Regions from separate parts of the Capsicum annuum genome. Here region 2 is linked to region 1. The links are chromatin contacts, called in public Hi-C maps. All regions are on one chromosome and are shown on one strand. Each heading gives the region's core, a stretch centred on a gene start, on an enhancer-like site or on the middle of the called end of the contact. The rest is flanking DNA. Distances are from core to core; before and after follow the strand shown.

What was found. A called contact is a pair of places that touch in the nucleus more often than the background predicts.
Region 2: a Hi-C map of leaf shows a contact between it and region 1, with 4 times the contacts expected there. The contact joins the promoter of LOC107842771 here to the promoter of LOC107842773 in region 1. A contact is called at or near these places in 3 of 5 Hi-C or Micro-C datasets (bud and leaf).

What each region holds. Positions count from the first base shown.
Region 1 is chr9:58,415,761-58,422,973 of UCD10Xv1.1, reverse strand. It overlaps LOC107842773 (sulfoquinovosyl transferase SQD2), which reads left to right and starts at 3,116. Exons shown (of 11, transcript XM_016686797.2): 1 at 3,116-3,555; 2 at 5,117-5,183; 3 at 5,603-5,673; 4 at 5,857-5,974; 5 at 6,094-6,167; 6 at 6,408-6,463; 7 at 6,549-6,632; 8 at 6,830-6,917; 9 at 7,016-7,093. The coding sequence starts at 3,221.
Region 2 is chr9:58,770,047-58,777,259 of UCD10Xv1.1, reverse strand. It overlaps LOC107842771, which reads left to right and starts at 1,928. Exons shown (of 2, transcript XR_007044827.1): 1 at 1,928-4,910.

The DNA of each region.
Region 1 (7,213 bases), core at 1,867-4,366:
CTTCAACTCTTCCCGATAAGTTGATGTGTAAGCTCCCTCGTCAACACTGTTCTAACAAGGTAAATCATAAAAGTGATCAGGAAAATCACTATGTGCCGGCTTTTTAGAAGATGATGGCTCCTTGGGAGGACAAAGAGCGACAGTTGGAGTAATATTTGTCGGCACAACTAAATCAACTAAATCAGCATAGCGGTTATATAATTTATCTATGTAAGCATTCGCATCACCCATAGTCGTCCACAAATCAGGTTGTTCTTGTTCTTCATCACCAGAATCATTGTTAGTATTTATCTTTAAGTTAGCATAAATAAGAGTACTAAAGTGGCACATAGTATTATATTTCATGCATGGATTTAGTATAGCACCAACCAAATAAATAGAGGGAATCAGAAAAAAAAATATTTTAAAAATTTAGTAAACATGGCACTAATAGCTTCTTTGTAACCTTCTTTATTTTTATATTCTTTGACCAAAGCAGAAATATCAGCTATATATGTCAAAATATTACAAGCAGTAGGATAATAAGCACCGAAAAATTCAACTATAGTTATATAAATTTTTTCAAAAACTTAACAAGATCATTAATTATAGTCCAGTTAAAATCATGTAGCATGCAGTGGGCAGAATCAGCAAACGAACCACAATGTTGGTTAAAAGATAGTGTAATAGGAACTCTATATTTATAACAAGTTTTTAAAAAATCATATGTAGCATTCCATCTAGTATCACATTCTTCAAGCATCAATATCGGTGCAAGTCCATTTTGTTCACATTTAAGTTTAAAGTCTTTAATTATTTTTCTACAATTATTTCCTTGAATAAAACCAACTACAAGTCGAATTTTTTCAATATAAAGTTTAAAAAACTCAAGACCATCTCTTACAATTAAATTATATATATGACAAGCACATTTAACATGAAAAATTTCAAGTAACGGCAGAGATAGCTTAGATTTTAACTTTGTTATAGTAGTCTTGTTGTTAGAAGCATTATCAAAAGCAATACATAAGATTTTATTTTCAATACCGCAAAATTCTGCAACTTTAGCAATCAAATCAGCAATAAAATCTCCAGTATGTTTACGATCTTCATCATATAAAAAAGCAAGAATACGTTTTTGCATAACAAAATTACTATCTAACCAGTGACAAGTAATGGTTAAATAATCATTTTTATTTACAGCACAATCAAGAGCAGAAGTTAAGGATATTCTACATTGAATATTTGAGAATTGAGAGAGAATGAAAAATTGTGTGAAAAATGATTTGAAAGTGTAGGGTATTTATAAGAATTTTTTTGGGGTTAAAAAATAATTTTAAATGTAAAAAGAAAAAAATAATTATAAAGGTCAAACTAGCCGTTTGGACCCAAAAACGGCAATATAGTCGTTAGGCCAACGGCTAGTTTGGGCCCAATGTCCAAAATTCTGAAAAAAAAAAAATAGAAATTGGGCCGGGCCGATTAACCGGCGAGCATGGATCAGTTTTGGTCCGGACCGGATTAACCGGACCCAAAAAAAAATTAAATTGGCCCGAGACCCGATACCCTACAGCCCGTAGACTGATCGGACCAGGTCAAATCGGGTTGATTTTTGGAAGTGGACCGGATCAACCCGGCTCGTTTGACACTCTTACTTTGAGGTGGGAATCAATTGATTTTGTAGCCATTATGATTTTTTTCTTATTTTATATTTCTTTTTACAAATTTAATACATATTTTTTTAAACAATACTCCTACAGTATATTTTTCCATAGAATCATAAATAGCATATACCATATGCTGTCAATATCTTAAATATTGAAACTCAAAAGCACACAATTATGCACAATAAATAATATCTTATGATAACTTACAAATTAAATAAAATAAAATAAACTTTTTAAATATTTTATATATAAAAATAAAGATATGATGTAAACATGAATATCTCTTATAAAAAAAATATAGAATTAAAGAAAATTTATAAAAAATTACAAAATCAAATCTCTATGGACAGAAAACAGATTTTCCATTTAAGGCCAGATATTCAGTTTCACTTGATTCAACATTATAGTATAAGAAATAAATATAGACCCTACGGAGAAAATAACATGTTGCTGCCAAAAAATGAAGGCCCCATATTTGTGGTTCTAAATAAGCATATGCTATTCATAGTTTTCAATTATTCCACATTTCCGAGTGCGGAATTTAAATATGTCATCATGTTTTAAAAAAACCAATATATGCCACTAATTTAAAAAATTATAAAAATAAACTGTTTGCACAAAATAAGTATATAATATTATTTTTTTTTATTTTGATACCGTTAAAATAGAATAGTGCACTAAATGAGTACATTATTAATTATTTTTCATATATTGCACTTCTTTTGTGCATTATTCTCCTTTTTTTATAGTTTAATGCATTTTTTTAGTGCACTATTCATAAAATAAATGGATAGTGCATTAAAAAAGTGCACTATCCATTATTTTGATATCTTGTACTTCTTTTGTGAGATGAAATTTTAAGTATTTTATTATGAGATGAAATTTTAATTTTTTTTATAATATCAAATTGCAACATAACGTACAATGTAAAAAGTTATGTATTTGTATGTCAATGAATGCTGTAATTTTTTATGAGATGAAATTTTACGTATTTTATGAGATCAAATAATTTATAGTGTACTTTTTTAGTGCGCTGTCCATAAAATAAATGAGTAGTGCACTTATTTAATAAAAAAAAATGAATAGTGCACTATCCATATAAAAATGGATAGTGCACTTATTTAGTGCATTATTCTATTTTAACGGTGTTAAGATGAAAAAAAAAATATTATGCACTTATTTTATACAAACAATCTATTTTTGTAACTTTTTAAATTAGTGACATAGATTGATTCTTTTTTAAATATGGTGCAAAAGAATATTCATGTTAGAGTCTCCTTCTCATGGTCCATCACATTTAATTTTTTATTTTTATTTTAAATATTTAATATTTATATTAAAATTCGATTAATTCAAATTTACATTAAACACGACTCATTAGAAATCACACTTCTAACTAAGAATTTCTTTTTTATACTCAAGACTTAAAACCGATACTTTTAATTAAGCAAAAAGATGTATTTTTTCGTGGCATAGTGTTTTTATTATGCAAGCACTAATTCAAATACAATCCCCCTCCCCCCAACCCAACCCCGCAGATACATATTATAACCTCATTTAGACAAACTCTTAACATGTCCAATCTTTCTTCTCACTTTATAAATTCTTCTAACTTTACACCTTGTGATTCCTTACCTTCATTTTCCTCTTATTCTTATTCTTTTTTCACCTCTAGTTTTTATAAAGTTTCAACTTCAAGAACCTACCCCATTAGTTTAATTTCCACAAAGATCACCTTCTTACAGTATAAAAGCAACTTTAAAACAAACCCTTTCCAGAGAATTAGTAGTAATATGACAATTACTGAGTACAGAGATGAAGAAGATGATGAGAATCCTCCACTTTTACTTGAATCTGAGATGAAAGAGCCTAGGCGTATTGCTCTCTTTGTTGAACCTTCACCTTTTGCGTGAGTATTAATTACTCATTAAATTAATTATAGACCATTCTTGATTTCCTTTTTTTTTTTTTGTCGAAGATTCACTTTGTATAATTGTTAATTAAAAGTTGGGAAAGTTGGTTGCTTTTGCTTGCTAAATTTTGGTTTCTTGATTGTTTACGTTTGATATGTTGACTTTAGTTTATGTGATCCACTAGATCCATTTATTATGAAATCTTTATGAGGTTGTATGATTATGAGTTAAAGAAACTTTTGGATGTGTGGTGTTAGGGTTATATTTTTATTGGGCATAGTACATAAACAGACGCTCAAACTTGGCCTCAACTGGAATATATGAATTCTAACGTTGACAGTGTACATCTAGACACTTCAACTTGGTCTCAACTGGCAACTAAATGCTTTGACTCGTCCCCATTGTGTCTTGTGGGCACCCAATACTGACGTGGCACATAAATTTTGGAGGTGTTATGATGATCATTTTTTAAGTTGGAGTGTTTAATTGGCAAACTGGAGATGAGTTAGTGTCTGGATGTCAACTGATGCCAAGTTCGAGTGCCTGTTTATGTATCATGCCTTGTTATTATTTCATTATTATGCTTTTATGTAGAAGTGTAGTCATACATACTGACCATATGTTTCTTCGATGAAAGCATTTATTGCAAGAAATATTTTTTATTCATGTGTGCTGACAGACATTACTGTTTAAGAGTGGATTACTAACCATCTGAGTTGCATTATAGGGAAATGCCATTACTCTGCTTTGCATTTTGCAGTCGACTCTTCTTGCTTTGTGTGTCTTTTTTTTCCCTTGCAACATATTGTCATGTATCGGAATCCTGCCAGAGATCCTATGTTACTTTAACTAAGTTGATTGTCATAATGTGTTGTCAAATATCAATATTACAATGCAATTTGGTGTTTGATGAATCATATGCAAAGTTCTATGTAACTTCTATTTAGAAGTACAAAGAAATGTTTTTATTTTACTTGAATGGCATTGAGCATAAGTTGATAATGCAGTATCTTCTTTCTCATTTCTTCCTATGGACAGAAACTTCTTTCTCACTTTTATAGTGCTCATTACTGCTTCTTTACTTGAAGCTAATTGCTTTTCGCCACATTTTGGCTCTTCACTGGTCTTGCATGGTTCCTCAAGCTTACTCAACTTAAGAGGGATCCTCACAAGATTTGCAAAATATCAAACGTCATATTCTGTAAAGGCATTTTGTTTAAAATAGATAACCTTCAACCTTGAATATAAGTGATACTTCTTTCATCCTTTGGTTTGTCTTTTACTTTTAGGTGAGGGTTGGGTGGGAAGATCCTTTCTCCTAGAGTCTCTAGTGTCTTCTCTAGAAATTAGAATATTACCTTTCTATTTACATTGACATTGCAAATGTGATTTTAGACAAGATAGATTATAGTCTTAGAAAATTAAATTCATACTGAATTCTCTACTTCCATGATCAAGATTTATGCATGACTTCAATCACTTCTTACTCCCACTATGTTTGTTCTTCAATTGTCTTATTATTGATGAAAACCACTGTTTCCCTTTTGTGTAATACAGGTATGTTTCTGGATATAAGAACAGGTTCCAGAATTTTATAAAGTATCTCCGGGAAATGGGGGATGAGGTATATTCTATGTTTAACAATGATGATGTTAGTTTATGATGTCTGTTGGTGTTCTTTCGGTAGGGGGCCTGAATGACATGCTATAGCGTAACTATCTACTTGGGATATTTCCATGTTCATATTATTAAATCCAATGAATATTTTATGATATTATATCAATAAAAAATTTAATATCCGTTGGTCTTTTCTATTTTCTTTCACCTAAACCAATGTCAAGCAACTTGATATGCTTTTTCTGCACATTTTCAGCCAATGGTTATTCTAAAAGTAATTTAGCTCAGAGGTATCCTTTGATATAAATATACTCGTAGGCATAGTTCTTGTAGTCTATTAAGTGGAGTAGTATTTATGGCATAAGAATAGAAGATCTACACTTGACGATCAACTGCTGAACAGATCTTTGTGCATTTGTCACGCAGGTTATGGTTGTGACAACACATGAAGGAGTACCCGAAGAATTTTATGGGGCAAAATTGATAGGATCACGGAGGTTGCAACTGTTACCTTAAATATTTTTTGCTTTCCTTGTTTGAATAATTAACTCACTCATTTTTCCTACGTTACCTTCAAAGAGTTGAGGTTAAGGACTCCATGATTATGAAAAATTGTCAATATACGGAGCTTTTCCCGTCTCCTAAGAAAGCTTCTTTCTGAAGTATATCCTTTCTTGCAGTTTTCCCTGCCCCTGGTACCGGAAAGTACCCCTCTCACTTGCTCTCAGCCCTAGAATAATCTCAGAGGTAGCAAAGTTCAAGCCCGATATCATACATGCATCATCTCCTGGTATAATGGTAAGATTTCAGTTCTTTTCCTTCTTTCAGTTATGATATCATTGTTGCTATTGAAAAACTGAAGGGAATTAATGTTTTCCAGCTTCCTGTCTTATATAACTTTTTTTCCTTGTTTTTAGGTATTTGGTGCTCTTATCATGGCAAAACTTCTGTCCGTGCCAATTGTAATGTCTTATCACACACATGTGCCAGTGTAAGTTTGCTCCTTCCTTCTGGTTCTTAGCTCAAATCCATGTTGGAAAATTTGATATCTTAAATATACAACATTAACCCTGAAACATAAGTTCTATCTGACGATGAGGAATACTTAGCAATAAATCTCTGAAGCTTCTAGAATTATCTACACTATATCACTGGAGGACTTTACTTTGATCCTATTTATGTTTCTTTTCTTTCTCTGGATAAGTGATCTGATCCTCATTCTGTTCTTCAGGTACATACCAAGATACACCTTTAGTTGGCTAGTTCAACCAATGTGGATGGTTATAAGTATGTCAGTTACAATATCTTATCAATTGTCTGTTCTCTTCTCCCCTTCTTGATACTAATTAAGATGCATTTACTGCTCACCCAGAGTTTCTACATAGAGCTGCTGATCTTACACTGGTGCCATCTGCTGCTATCGCAAAGGATCTGGAAGCTTATAAGGTAGCATCAGGTAATAGGCAGAAACTTGAACTAGTCAATTGCTCTCCAATGATGATTTTAGTAATTAGTGACCGGAGAAAGAAAAAAGAAAATATACATCTTCTCTGTTCTATCAGAGCAGTTTTTGGCTGGATTCAGATGGTTTGCCATGAAAGCATTCTCCTAAAAGTTGGTCACTCTTTGCTTTTCTTTTTCTTTTGTTCCCAGCAAACAAAATACGTTTGTGGAATAAGGGTGTTGATTCAGAGAGCTTCCACCCCCAGTATCGGTCTCGTGAAATGCGAGTAAGGCTAAGGTAGGACCTCTCAGCTTAAAATTTGATACAGTATGAAGCAATCTTTAGTTTGTGCTGATAATTCTTTCTCCTTTGCTCCTGCTATTACTCACAATAAGTAATGGAGAACCAGATAAACCATTGATAGTCCATGTTGGACGAATTGGAGTTGAGAAGAGTCTGGATTTCCTCAAAAGGTACAACTCTTCCTTCGTTAATATACAACAACGATAATTACGCTTCAGTCTCAAACAATGGTCTATGTGAATCCTCACTATTCATGTTCTCAATCTAAATTCAACTCAGGCCAGCATTTT
Region 2 (7,213 bases), core at 679-3,178, 360 kb before region 1:
TTCATTTTTGGTCTTTACTTTTTAGTTCATCTTTCTATTCTAAATTTCTAAAAGTTTAATGATAATATAGGTGATCACACAACAACTAAGATTTTATATTGTTACTACTACATCATATAATTTGACTCTTTACGCGGTTTTGTCAAGAATTCTTTGATTATAAAGGTATCTTTTTTTCGGATTTGATATTCGTATTGAAGACTATCTAAATTTGGATTTACGCTAAAAATCTCACATTGAGATTATAAAGATATGTGAAAATAGTTTATTTAAATTGGTCATTATCTTATTTAAATAACATTGTTATTTATTTGTAAATCATATATTAGAATATTTACAACAAGAATTTTATGCAAATCAGTTTCAAGGATGAGATTTTTTGCAGAATGGACAATCTTAAGACCTTAACTTTTACAAATAATTTTATGCAAATCAGTCTCAAAATATTTTTTTACTAAAAAAAAATAGAAAACAACAAACTATACAATTATACAAAGATTGAAAAGATTAAAAAAAAATTATAAATTAATTATTTATTTCATAGTTATTGTTAAAATCTATATTTATATATAAAGAAATAATGTAAAAATAATGATATGACATGCTTTTAAAATCACCATCCATACTGTGATCTTTTTAAGTCTTTTTTTTATTAACTAAAATTGTCAAAAACTAATTATAGTGGGTCATTAAAGTTGAAAGAATATTTACATTATAGTTGGTCATTAGAGTTTCAAGAATTGAATTGAGATAATGAATCATTAAGCTGCCTACGTGCCTTTTCGATTGCATTTTAGTCTTTTCAGGTTCCAAGGTTCAACATGTATTAATAATATTGAGTATATATTTCAAGATCAAGTTTTAACTCTCCCACAATTTTACTTCTTTTTAGTCTATTGAATCTTATAATAAAAAAAAAATAATTGTTCTTTTTGAGCATGTATCTTGATTTGAATTGTTCAGAAGACATTATGAAGGATTTGAAGAAGACAATTTAAGCAACAAATTAAAAATGAGATAATTTGTGTTTATTTCTTTGATACAAGTTTTTATTTACTTTTTATGAAAATTTCCATTTACTTTTTATCACTTTGAACAATTATAATTCTATGTGATTATATGCATGTTCTACTTCACGTTTGATTTTCTACAATTGTGATATTCGAAAATAAGTTTTTGCTTTTGGGCTATTCTTTCTTATTTGTTTTAGTTTTGTAGTTTCATCTTATGTCTGAAAGAGTGTATTTCACCAATTTTTTATTTGTTCATTAAATATATGTATGTGAGATAATGACAGAGTCAAAATTTTTATTAAGAAATGTCAAAATGTAAAAAAATAAATAAATGAAGAAGACAAAGAGTGTCAATATTAATATATATATTTGGAATAGAAAATAATGATGTGACATCTTTCATTGGTTAAAAAATACAATTTTTTTGATCTTTTCTCTATTTGTTTTCATTTATGTTCTATATTAAACAAAAGTTCAAAAAAGAAAAAAACTCTTTTAACTCTCTTAATTATATTAAATATGCAACGTTAGAAAATTTGAGTTCTCTTTTTTTTTTTTGAAATTTCTATAATGTGAAACTTAACAATCATTATTTTCATTACTCCCACAATTTTTTTTATTATCATAACCTATTAAATAATTAATAAGAAAAAAAATTATTTTAGCCCCTGTGTTAGGGCCTTATTATGATTTTAATTCCTGGGATTTTTAACTTTTCTCATTTAACCTTTAATTAATTAAAGTAAGCAGTTTTAATCCTTTAAGTAACAGTAGTTTGCAATTTTAACGGATCTTTCAATACAGTTAAGGGCATTTATGGTATTACACAATATTACTATTATTAACAATAAAATTTTGTTTTATCCTTCACGTGTAAAGAAATGTTTTTTCTTTTACATCACAACTAACAAGAAGGCTTCATTTCTATCATCTTTACTTGGACAGTGTGTTATTTTCTCTCTCCAACTCAACTTTCTGTTAATCTGTTGATTTTCCCTTTTTTCAATCAAATGCATAACTGAAATCAAAATTGATGAAATTCAAAGAGGAAATTCGTGGAGGAGCTTACGATAGAATGATTTTTGCTTCAATTATGTCAAATCGGATTTTCTTTCTCCATTTTTTTCAGTTCGACCTAGGGTCTAAGTTACTTGTATTCCTCTTCGATCTTTTTTCTTACAGACCTCGTAAATGTATTTTTATTTTTGAAATTTTTTATCTGTCTTTTTTATTAAATTCTCAATTTGGTGTTTTATTTGATTTGCATATCTGAAACTTTTTCTTGCATGGTAGCTCAAGTTTAGTAGCTCAACTCTACAATGGTATCTCATGTGTAGACTGGAGCTTTACATCTAGATGTAAAGACATTGAACTACTTCGGAAAACATATTTTCATAGATCTTGTTCTAACTATTGTCGTCGAGGTTGTTTTTGTTGGTAGGGTGGGGTATTGGTTGCTGAGATTACCTTGATTCCATTTTAATTTTTGTGCAAATAAAAAAATGAGAATGCCTTGATTCCATTTTGATTTTTCAAATAAAAAGATGGGAACTGCTCTGGCTGTGGTATGTTGTTTTCACCACAGTTTTCATTGTTCTTTCAATTAGTGAAAAGTAAAATTTCTTAACCCATTCTTTCTTGTACATTGTTAGTTGGTGTATGTTGGTCCTGAGTTTGTTCATCCTTATTTTAGGCTTCTAATTATCGCGAAAAAATTCGGTTCTAGTAGAAATTCTTAGTTATGCGTTGCTTAACTTTCATCATTATTGTGTTGTTTGGAGTTTAATCTCATGATTATGATGGTGGTTATCAGAAATAGACACAGGCCCAACGATTTAATAGTAGAGCATTGTGATGTTAACAACACAATCTACAGGTGAAAATGAGTGAAAGAGAAAGAATTTTATTGAACCTACATAAATCCTTAGTGATGGTTACTTCCGGTGAAAATCAGGTAAAATGTTACTTTTTTACTATTTAGTCATTTGAGGGTATAGGTGCCGGTCACCTCATCTCCTTTCTTACCTGCCCTTATTAGTAGCAGACAACTTTTTTTCTCGCTTTTCGTTCAATTTTTCTAGATAAAGGTTGGGTGGTGTAGGTTGGAACCGCATTTTGGTGAATTGCTTGCTTGAGTTAGAGTGGATTGAATTGATGCTACACCACCTCTATACATGATTCGTTTGCTTTGACATATGACCAGTATTTGGGGTGCATATTTACTTCACCTTCCTAAGCTGTTATTCGGTTCCCCTTCCCATTTTTCCTAAGCTTTTATCCGATTCTTCTTTTTTTCTTTTCCATTTATTTATTGTGGTAGGGATCCTCAAAGAAAGTGCAAGTTTCTACTGTCTACATTGTTATAATACTAAGAGATTTTATCTCCAAAACAGCAAGTGATGGTTGTGAGTGAAGGTTTTTCCTTATTTTTTTTAATGTCTCTCTTTTTTCGGTGAGGACTTGTTAAAGTTTATGCAGTCAACAAAATGCTAGCTTCCGTACAATGATTTTCCTGATAAACGCTATGGAAGACTTATGAAATAAAAATAGAATTGCCTCACCTGTGAAATTTTAGCTTCTATGTAAATTATGATGTGCTTTTGACTTTCGAGATGTGGATTTTATTTTCTTCTGTTTGCACCCACCTATGATTATTCTTCTGTTGTGGGCTTATTTTGCTCCATGCTACAACTTGATCTTCATCAGAAAAAAATTTCTTCATAAGAAAAGAAGCTGATCAAAAGTCAAACTTTCTCTATTTCATATAAAACCTCGTTTAGTTTTTGCATATTATTACTGCATTGTTGTGTGCTGTGGCTTTCATGAGATGACAATCTTGCAATAGGAACAACCCTTTCTCTTTTGTAAAATGAAATTGGAGAAATCTTTTAAATGAAAGGAACAAAAAGGGTGAGAACCAAAGATCTATTCAGAAACGTGCTTCAACATTTTTGCACTGCAGTATTGTAAGGATTAAGAAGTATGTATGCGTTCATGTCAAAAAAATTTATCCTTGAGATTTGATAATAGATTGCATAAGACGTTTCTTCAAAACTGTTGAGATGAGGATATGAAGACAGTGTAAGTTTTGATAAACTTGAAGTATGGGAGTCAGTCGCAGACAGAGCTAGTATTTTTCTCTCTCTGCAAAGCTTAAAGAGGTGTAGATGTCTTTCTTCTTAGGCTTTTGCTATTGAAACTTACAAAAACAAACCCATTCACATATAAAAAGTTGTAGCATCCAGTCAAAAGGAATACCTAGCATCTGTTTTTCATTATTCTCACATACATAAAATGAACTTCTGTTATTGTTTCAACCTTCTTGTCTGTTTTTTTCCTTTTTGTCTGAAAAATGAAACTTATGATTATTTCGGGTTCTAATTTAAAATTTAATTGGCTAGACTTTCCATGACTGAGTAAATGATGGTCAAAGGGCTCACAAAGTATGAGTACAAACAGATCACTCCAAACCTGCCAAGAGCAGTTAATAGGAGGATGGTGTCCTCGATAATGCTCCAAATTAAAATCACTATTTACTACAATAAACAAATTCAGATGCAGTCTTGAGCTGAACGAAGATAGTAGAGTGACGATAAATATCCATTTATAGTGTAATAGAGATGCTACATGTAGCGGTAGATTAATTTGTGTAAATGTCATGTTCTTTGTTAGGGACTAACGGGCTAGCTGTTTTCTATTGCTTAGAAATCTCTAATGGAATCTTAATGATTTAATTCCAGTCTTTCATAAATGTTGTTTTCGCACTTTGTGGTGCTGGTGATTCGGTTGTTATGTTTGCACCATACTATTTCAATGCATACATGTAATTCCAAATGACAGGTGTTACCGATATTCTGGCGGGTTCTGTTGATGCAAAGACACTTCAGCCTGATGCAAGTATGTACTTTAATTAACTTTAAATTGATGTTTTTGGATATTCGGCTTGAGTTTAAAGTTAAATTGCTTAGATACTTATTAAAAAATTAAATTAATTACTCGATTAATCAGTAAACTAATATAGAAATAGGATCGAATAAAAGATAATTGTGTAAGTTGCATTGAATTTTAAAAGGAAAAACACAATCAATTCACATACACTAGAGCATAATAAACCTTAAAGTCATCAAGAAAGAACCAGATATAAACTCACGTGCATAATGCCATCGATTTTCTCTCTTTATTTAAAGGATAACTTTCTTCTTATCCCTTGGATCACTGCTTACTCTTTTGCTATTTTGAGAAAGTGCTTCTTGTAATCTTTATAATGGGACGTACTGTTTTCCCATTTTTCCAATGATGAGTGGCCTTGTATCTTCTCTAGCATGCTCACCAATTTCTTTTAAAATAAATGCATAACTTCTCAATTGTTCTTGAGGTATCATTGTCTCATTAAATTGATTGAACTACAATATACAGAAGAGAATAAGTTAGTTAAGGTCCAATACAGACAACATGAGTAAAAAGAGAAAAGTAATTGCAATTTTTGTCACAAATAAGGAACTGGATTGCATTGATGCCACATTCTCAGTACTAGTGTTTGAAACGTGCAATAAAATAACATTTTAGAATTATTACCCTTGATGAAGAAAATCAAACTATATAACCACTTACTTCTGTAGCATTACTAGGTGTAGCATTACTAGGTGCCGAAGGACCTTCCTTTTCGCCTTGCTGATGGATCTATTGATGTTGAGCTTCAGAGTAGTTTCTTGCCATAAGAATAGGACACTTTCTACTATTATGTCCTAAAGTTCCATATGATCCACACTTCTTTTTTCTATTCTTTCTGATGCTTCTAACAAGGTAAGCTTATCAGAATCTGATTCTTTTTGAGTTGTCTCATCAATACCTTTCGTCCTTAATTTTTTTGGTCTACCTGATTGTGCTTTGTATATGGGTGGTAGTGGTGGTTCTAGCCCTGTCTTAGGCCATTGATTAATGCTAATAATTGGCAAGATTGATGGATCATAACTCTTCAAGTACTGCTTAACTGTGTAGCATTCATGAACATACATTTCAGTATCATCCTTCTTAACCCATATCGTTGCAATAGCATGATTACAAGGAATTTCTGTCAGTTCCCATCTCCTACAAGAACAAATTTACAAATTTTCTCCTTAAGACCAATAGAGAATAGCCTAAGATAGATGTCCTCAATTTGATAGTGAAATTGATTAGATTTAGTGATAATACATTTAGCAGCTTTGGCCTTATTTTTCTCTAGCTTCACTATGGTCCTTCGACAGTTTCTCCGGCAATACTGCATCATCTTGTCTCTGTTCTCTTAAAGTATGGACATCATGTACATCCTAATTGATTCAATCATTATCCAAATATGTTTGTCTCTTACATGCAGAAGTACATTATTGAATGATTCACATAAATTGTTTAATAACAAATCACACTTTAAAAAGGAAAAGAAAAAAAGCCCTTGTCGGAGGTTTATTAATGAACTATTCTGGGGATTTTGGGTCTATTTTTTCCATTTATTTCATACGCTTGGAGAATTCAGGTTCTGTAGTTGCCCTGGCAGCTGTCCATAGGGCATTTTTCAATGTTTGTCCCCCAAAACCTTCAGTCTTAAAATTACTGTGCTGATGTCTCACACAAAATCTGTGTGCAACATTTGGCATTGTCTCATCAAATGCTGGAATTAAACCTTTTTGCTTATCTGAAATTAAAGTGCATGCAAAAGGATTTTGTGAGATGCCCAAGTCCTCATCAAGAAGTGTAAGGAACCAACTCCATGTTTTCTTCAATTCACCTTCCACTATTGCGAATGCAATCGGATACATATCATTTTCAGCAATTCCTATTGCTGTCAATAGCTGGCCCCCTTTTTGGTTCCCTTTTAAATGACATTCATCAACTCCTATTATAGGTCGACATCTAGCTAAAAACCCCTGTTCATAAGCTGCAAAACACACATAGAGTCTTAAAAATCTTTTTCTACCATTGACCATTATTTTTGGATTTTCGTCCAACTTCAAAATACATGTTGCCCCTGGATTACTCCTCCTTAGCTCTGCATTGTAATTCCACAACATATCATATTGCTCTTCTCTAGTCCCAGTAATTAGATCTAATGCCTTCCTCTTTGCCATATAAGCTTGATTTCGAGTAATTGTACAATTATAAGCCCTCATCACGTAAGCTTTAAATTCTTTCACACCCCAAGTTGGATTAATTCTAAACTTTTC